2 separate regions of the Zea mays genome follow, and region 2 is linked to region 1. Evidence: chromatin contacts called from public Hi-C data. All regions are on one chromosome and are shown on one strand. Each heading gives the region's core, a stretch centred on a gene start, on an enhancer-like site or on the middle of the called end of the contact. The rest is flanking DNA. Distances are from core to core; before and after follow the strand shown.

Region 1 (4,163 bases), core at 858-3,357:
GATGCATAAAATATAAGTCAGCGGCGGGTGACAGACCGGCTCCTCCACAATGCATAGTCATCGACAACCAACAAACCCATCACCCTCTTTGACTAATTAACCTGCAAATCCATTAGTTAATGATTAAAGGGCTCCCTGGAGCCGTCTAGACTAGCCCCGGGCCCTGATTAAACTAAGCCGGTAACTAGGACTAGTGGAGTGGCCTAGTTTGTTCCCTTGTTTAATTAGTGCTTGCTTTCCCATCGTCAGACTTAGCTTGTCCAGTGAGCTACTACAGCTAGAGCAAGTAAAATTATTCCACCAAGTTGGTGTGTGGACGACAAACCATGCATAGAGTAGTGGTTGGAGTCTTGGAGAGGATTATTGGAGGTTGCCACAGTAATCCATCTTTATCCCCGGAGTCCACGCCAAAGTCTATAGATTAGCATCAGGAGTAGGAGTAGGGAGTCAGTATAGTAGCAGTATTTAAATTGCATCTCATGCTAGTTGAAAGATAAGCGTGCATCTGATTGATTTCATCACATGATAGCTTCTTCTTTTCCTTTTTTTTTGTGCGAAACGATACTCACTGGAACAAACGGGTTCCGTACAAAAAGAGGCTCGGACCTCTGCTGTTCAGTATTGATTGAGTTGAAATAGGTACTTACGCAAGCATCAATACCGGTTCTAACTACCATGCCTCTAGGAGGAGTATTAGTATCGTTTGGTGGCTCCAACCGTTATTAAAAAGCCTGATTTACTACTGGTTGGTAACACCAGCTGACAAAAAAACGATATTAAAAGGCTTTTTAGTATTTTTTTGTCACTAATGGTAACATGTGAAAGGATCATGATGTCCAAGAGAAGGGTGAATTGTGCTTTTCTAAAATTCTTAAAAAAATTAAACCCTAGACATGAGCCCAACTTCACCCAAACTACTAGCAAGAAGTAAAAACTATGAAACGGAGAACAACCATAAGTCATTATGATAAATACTAGCAAAGCAAATACACGACGTGGGAGCGTGTGTGATGCACGAGATACATCAGATTTTAAAAGGTTCAGGACGTTAAAGAGTAATATCATATGTCCTCTAGGTTGCTTGATTGTATTACTTGGAGGGCGAAATGGTTAAGTGTGTGTGTGGGAATCGAGAATTTGTGTTCTATTTGTGGTGTTCTCTTCGAGGTGTTTTTTGCGCTGTCCCTTTAGAAGGGGTCCCCATCTCCCTTTCATAGTCCAAGGGAGAGGGGTTTTACAAGTTATGTGGGGTCGGTCTAATAGCTAGGCCCCTCGTTCATGCATGCGCCCACAGTGCCGCATTGGTCCTGTTGTATAGGCACAACAACTCTCTGACTCCACTAACTTCTTGATCAGCCGCATGTGGGTGGCTAAACATGTGGTGAGCTCAAAGCCTTTAGAGGCATTGGGGGGCTGGGGCACGTGACGTGCCTAGACCCTAATGTGTGGTCGGTGGAGCGGGTGGACGCAAGAGGCCTCTCATGGGCACCGGAGCCCTGGGACATGTGCCACATTTAGATCCATCAGGGACAAGGCCCACCAGCGACATGTGTCGCAACCAGACCCCCTCAATGGATTGGCGAGGGCGTCCACAGAAAGAGAGCTTGGTTAAGATGTGTGTATCAAGGGTCTCGGGCATGTGGCATGGGTCTCGGCCTCACACTATTCTTCTCGTAACTAGGTCTTCTTGACATGATGACCTACCATGATGATGGGGTCCTAAGTCTATACTCCGCGCTGGCGGGTTATGTTGTAACTCATGATTGTGGTATACAGTAAAAACAATGTACCTAGAAAAAGCTAAAAATAGCTCGTAATTTAAAACATAGAGAGTGAGAGTACAAGATAAGTAAAGAATCGATGCCTATATATAAATGGCTTGTAACTCGTACATGATATGTCTCTGTTAATTTGAAAATGAAAATTTGGACAAGTATACATACGGTGCTAAAACACAGTCGATCTTCGTCCTTCAGCGTTTTATTCAAGATTAATTAATGGGTCCCGGGCTCCCGGCCCGCCTGGTTATTAGCAGCACCATTGGGGGCATTGCCATAGACTGCCGGAGCCGATCGTGGGCCCTGTGCGGTATCCCCCTCAAAGCGAACAGCTCGCCCATCCGAAGCGTGGCCTTGGTCCATGGGCTTGGTGATGTTGTTGTGGCTACTGTGTCGTATCGGGTGCGTTTAGCCCCAAAAGGAAATACCGCACAAGCAGCCCATTCAAGAGATCATTTCGTCCAAGATAGCTAGGGCCCATGTTTTTTCCATATCATTTTGGCCCATTCAAGATCAAGAACGACCTTTTGCATTCGTGGCAAACCCTAGAGATAGTATAGGCGACGTAGATGCTTGCACATATATACATCACCATGCATATGCCTGAGGACATACACCGCGTGCGAGTGCAACTAGCGTGTAAATGGTAAAAATATTATTCATCTATATTCGAATCGATGGGATCTATCTAAGAGGCTTAAGATCTAATCCGTATTCGAGTTTGGTATTCAATATCTGTTGAGTATCCTATTTATATTCGTATCCGTATTCGTATCCTCAAAGTTGGATAATTAGGATGTCGATATCCGTTTAAATCTTATCGAACACAACTCGATAATATCCATATATATCCGAATCGAGTCCGAAGAGAAAATACGAAAACAAATATCCGATCTGATTTTACACACACTAGTGGCAAGCAACGTCACGACGTTGATTTCGTGCAGACATGAGCACGCGAGAGCGTCTGCACATAGTAGCGTACTAGTACGAGCTGTCCGAGCACCTTGCTAGCTAGCTAGCTATAGAGGCGGCCCGTCTACTTGTGCGTCTAACGATGGCGATGCCAACGGCATCATGCATATCCCCATGGGCTATATATAAACTAGATCACTAGTTAACGAAAAGGGACAGATTGATCGTCATCATCGATCTAGGTGAATGAACCGTATACTTGATCATCTAAATTGAAATTAATTTTTTATCGGTGAAAGGAACTGCGCAATATATAAATGCATTTGTACACGCTTAATAGTAGAGAAATAAGAATGATCAGTGGCCAATACAAAAACCATGCATCGCGGATATATCCCTATTACTCCTTAAGAGCGGAGTGTAGACGTCCACACATTTGAGTGGTGAACGGTTCTGCCTATGGCGCGTGGATGGAAGGTCCTCTTGCCGTTGCCGCCGATGGAAGGTGCCGCGGATCCCGGCCCTCCTCCCACACTGCCTCTCCCTCCCCCTGTGCTCCACCTCGCCGTGTCCGCAATGGAACCCACCCGCGGATCTCGCCCACGATGCACGCCTCCACCGCGCCGCCGATGGAAGGTGCCGCGGATCCCGGCACGCCCGCTCGCCCGGATCTCGCCGTGTCCGCGCATGGATCCCGCCCGCTCGCCCGGTCTCGGCACGCTCTCGTGGTGGAGGCACCCGCTCGCCCGGATGCTCATGAATACTGTCCAAGCTCGCGAGGCCTCCGCCCGCCTCCCCCACCGTGACAGGTACCCCTGCGCCCCGCCTCCCTCCGACGCCCCTACCACACCGCCATCTCCGCGCGCAGATTCAAGGCAGGCGCGCCCCGCTCCCAAATTTCCTCCGCGCTAGGGATCCGCCGCGAATCGCCCATGGCAGCCGCACTCCATCGCCCCCTTCCATCCATGGCATCGCGCGTCCGCGCCCCTACGCCGCCACCTCACTCCTGGTCCTCTCTCTTGCCCCCATCCCCCATGAATCCCACCTCCGTGATGCCCTCAGTCCCCTTCCGCTCTCAGATTTCGGCATCTCCCGGATCCGGCCACTCGCGAGGGCCTTCTGCGACGCGCCGGCCTCGCGTGCGGATGCGGGGGCCAACGGGACGCCCAGCCCGCAGGTACTCACCCCCGATCACTCTTCCTCCTGTTGCCGTGTAGGATTTAGGCATCCGGTGCCCAACTGTGATTGCTCCGTGCGGACTTACGGTTCCAGCGTGTGCCCTGCTACTCACTCTTTCTCAATTAACGTGTAGGATCACGCCGAGAAGGATCCGCCCGATGTGCTAGACGTTGCTATCGTTGGTGGAGGCATGATGGGCTTGGCTGTCGCTTGTGCAATGTGTAGGTATTGCTGTTCGTGTGCTCTGCCCTGTTTTAAGGTACCGATGTGATGAGTCGTCTTGTGTTCAGT
Region 2 (4,163 bases), core at 1,009-3,508, 44 kb before region 1:
AACTATCTCATCCCTGCCCAACATCTCACTACTTGAACCATGTGGAGCCAAATCTTTCTCTTCACTGCTGGTACAGTTTGGCTGAAATTGCAAGGCACTATCATCACAACCCTTTCCAGGTGATACATTTTGTTTTCCAAAATTACCAAGTTCTTGTCTCCCACTGTCACTCTGGCACTGGCCACTATCATCATGAGGAGCATCCACAGAAGCAGCAACCAATCCACCCTCTTCATGAGTCGATACATGATCACTCCTTTCAGAGCTGTCTTCATAAACCCAGAGCAATCCTTCCAGTTCTCTATCAATGGCCTTGTATAGATTGCTCATTAAAAAGTCAGGCACATCAGGGCCACTAAATCCATCATAAATTCCAATGAACAACCATCCTTGCTCTTCGGATAGAACAACATGAACCCTATCTTCCCCTGCCTTTCCATGTGCCCACTGAAGGTTCCTTGTCACGTTATACTCAGGCTCGGGTATCCCAGATTCCAATCCATCCTGTGAACCTTCTGATCTGGACTTTGCGTCCCTTGCCCAGGGCAGTTGAGACATAGGATGCGACAGAAACTTTTGAACCCAGCCTGGATTTTGTGAGCTCCTGCTGAATGTTCTGGACAGTGCGGTTTTCATGGGTCTACTAATCCTATGTACAAGAAGCCTCAGACGAGGCTTCCTCCGTCCATAGGAAAGAGGTGCTGAGAAGTTGCTTCTGCTGCCAGCATCGATGGGGCCTGACATGAAGGCTCCCTTGTCCAATGGCCCAGACATGAAGCCGGAGCCTTTGTCCAGCGGGCCGGAGGCGAACCCTCTCTCCAGCGGCCCCGACAAGAAGGTGTTGAGCGGGCCCGACCCCCGCGGCACCGGCTGCAAGGGCACGGCGGCGAAGGAGGCGGTGCTCTCGAACGCGGCGGCGGGCTCCTGCACGTCACGTATAAGGGAGACGGTGAGGGTGCCCGTCCTGGCGGAGGACGCGTTCGCGCTGACGGAGGCCCCCGAGATGGTCCGGAAGGTGGTCTCGCCGAAGCTCCTGCAGGGCCGCTGCAGGCCGGCGGCTGCGGCGGCGGCCAGGTCGTCGGCGGGCTCCTGGCGGAAGGACCCGCTGCGGGTCTCCGAGTCCATGACGCTGGAGTCGAGCGTGTAGCGCTCGGAGTTGGAGGGCGTGATCGCGGGCGAGTCGGCGACGGCGCCCGGGCGGACGTAGCAGAAGGAGTGGCCGAGCCCTTCGTCGAGCGGCTCGAGGAAGTCGAGGTCGATGCCGCCGGCCTTGTCGGGCGGCGCGAAGCAGCCGACGACCCGGGACGTGCTGTTGCCCATGGCGGGCGGCTGGCGGCTAGTAGCGCCGCGCGCGCGTCAGCGTCAGCACCTCGCGGGGAGAGCGCGCCCCAATGCCCGTCGCCGAGGGCCCCGGGCGGCCGGCAGCATGAGCAGGCGGAGGCTGGCGCACGGCGAGAAGCTATCCCCGACCTGGTGCCCCACTCCCCGGGCCAGCCGCCCTCGCATCTTAGGCCGCCGCCCACCGCCTGGTCGAGGAAATGCCCCGGCAGCGCAACCCCATGCCAGAACCCGCCGCCGCCGCCGCACCACCACCAACTCGCAGGAAGCAGGAACCGATCAGGCAGGCACGCAACAGCGCCTCCCGCCTCCGCACAAGACCTCCCGTCGGATCAGGAATCCGGCCGGCGGCGAGCGAGCGACAGGAATGGGGGATCTACACCTGGCAGGGGCGAGCGCGGAAGGGGCAGGCCTCGCTCCAGGTCTTCGAGGGGGGTTTTGGTGCGATTTGAAACGGGTTGGGTGGGGGATGGGAGGAACGGAAAGGATGAGGAGGGAGCTGGGAATGGAATCGTTGGAAGCTGCGTAAGCGACCGAGGGAGGAAGTGGAGTGGAGCGCCGAGTGCAGTGGAGTGGAGGAGACGAGACTCGAGAGGGGGAGTTGGTGCTTTCGGCTTTCCTCCTCCTCCGTCTGTCCGGCACGCAGCACGCCAGTCGCTGGTCGGCAGGGAGGCTTGCCTGCTTGGTCGCCTTCGCTTTGCACGCTGGTCCCTCGCCGCCTCGCCTGTTTTGGTTCTTGCCTACCTTGCTTGTTCTCGTTTGTTTCGTCTCCCTCTCTCCTCGCCACTTTTGGATGTACCCCCCTCTGTTTTCTTCGTTTTTTTTCTTTTCTTAAAACTAGGCAGATCTCTATAAAATTCATGTATTTTTCTATATAGCTCCTGCACATCAGTTATGTAATCGAATGGTGTTTTGCTTTCAGTTCTGACTTGAGACGCTTGCGGAGGTAGGCCGGTTTTGTCTTACTGATTATGCTACGCCATTTGCATTTGCTCCCCCCCCCCCCCCCCCCCTAATTAAATTCTCATCTGCAAATGAGAATATTCAACTCTGATAAAAGTCTTTGTCTTTGTGAAGAAAGGCTCACTCGTTATGCATGTCCACCCTCAGGGCACATATAAGCCTAATTAATAGATGGTCTCTTAAGAGATATCTAGAGGTATATACAGCACTGGCACTAGCATGGTACTCCAAGTATAAAATACAACTAAAACACTATAATATAGTAGACATGTTTAAAACATGTGTATTACTATATTTATTGCATCAATCAAAATATTCAATAAATTGAATTGATCAATTAGCTAGTTCACTGTTTCGAGTATAGAGCCAAGACACAATCTTTATCAAGATACGTGTCTTGAGTTTTTTTATATTTACCCTTTAAATATATTCGAAGACATGTATCAAGACACTCATTATACATGTTCTAATAAAGTAACTGAACAAAATCAAGGGACAAACTCTGTATATTTATTTATGATCTAAGTTTTTAAATTAGTTGTCACTTTTACTTAGAAAATCGATCTAACGACTATGGATTATACATGCCCTCATAATCTATAGCAGACCTGCCTTTTTAAATATTTTGAGCCTTTGGGGCTACTGTCAGTTTTTTTTTCTTTTTCTTTCTCTGCCGCCCGCCTTTGTCTCCTGCCTATTGTTTTCTTGCATCATTGGATTTGGTGGTGCTGCAACTGCGAGAGTCAAAGCAAAGAAAAGGAGCAGGCTGGAGCTGGATGGCCCCACGCCAACGGGACACCCTTTGGCCTTCATCATGGTCGTTGTCGTCGCCACGATGGAGGCTGGACTCTGGTGGGGTTTTGCTCATATCCGGAAGACATTATTCCTAATCAAGCATGCTAGCTCCTTAAGGTATGGCTATCAACAGTGAGGTACTGTTAGGGATACCAATAAACTCTAAATTTTACACTAAAAAATTTAAAAATCAGATCAGATTAAGATCGAGCTTTATTTCTGTTTATTTTTGAGCTAAAATTTATTTAGAGCCTTAACGTTTTATGAATAAGCATTTGATGATCCATTAAACAATACTCCATCAATATAAGGCTAGATATAGAGTAAAACTTGCTACAATGGAGTACTCTATAGTCTACTGTAAACTTAGGGAGGCCAAACAAAACGCTATTTGCAGCGTCTCTATTTTTTTTACTCTACCAGAGATGTGTCAGTGGAGAGTGGAGACCTGCCTCCACACGTTCATGCAGCAAGTACGACGCCGAGCGACAACAGCCAGTGTGGCGGTAGGAGGCAAAAAAAAAAAGATATATATAACATGCGTAGTTGATATAAAGTTGATGTATGAAATAAATATCACTACGATAAATTATAATATAAAGTAGAGAATCTAAGTAATGACCGATAAAGATAAAATATTTCTTTTAACTACTAATTTAAAGTAGTATGAGTACATATAGTCTAAAACTCAAGTCTTCTACTCATACAAACCCATCATCTATCTCATCTACTAACTTACTCTTGCAACGGTATATAGATCATCTTGATTTCACTCGCCGTAATATAAGACCCAAACACATTATTGTCCGTGCCCATGTCATTCGCTGCACGAAAAAAAAGGTGGTGGAAAACTAGACCATCAACGTTATCTATAGCTATTGTACCCACTAGTTATACATCAATCATATTTAAAGATATATAGTGCAACATATATATGACACCCGAGAGTTCGATGCAAGCCAGTGTGGACCCTCTCCGTAAAAAATAAATTTAAAATTAAAGTGAACCCTTAAAAAATAAATAGACATATGACCCACATACCAGATATTAAACTACTGATACTGCAT

What was found. A called contact is a pair of places that touch in the nucleus more often than the background predicts.
Region 2: a Hi-C map of tassel shows a contact between it and region 1, with 5 times the contacts expected there. The contact joins the promoter of LOC103635536 here to the enhancer-like site in region 1. A contact is called at or near these places in 4 of 25 Hi-C or Micro-C datasets (endosperm, leaf and tassel).

The regions. Positions count from the first base shown.
Region 1 is chr1:64,521,720-64,525,882 of Zm-B73-REFERENCE-NAM-5.0, reverse strand. No RefSeq gene overlaps it. Among protein-coding and RNA genes, the nearest start is that of LOC109943633, 23 kb to the right of the region's middle. Within about 2 kb of position 2,107, at least 17 of the 20 cell types and tissues checked have an H3K27ac peak or open chromatin away from gene starts, as enhancers often do. A contact at or near this core is called in endosperm, leaf and tassel, where this site is marked.
Region 2 is chr1:64,565,736-64,569,898 of Zm-B73-REFERENCE-NAM-5.0, reverse strand. LOC103635536 (protein phosphatase 2C 32) reads right to left here and starts at 2,258. Exons shown (of 4, transcript XM_008657970.4): 1 at 1-2,258. The coding sequence starts at 1,320.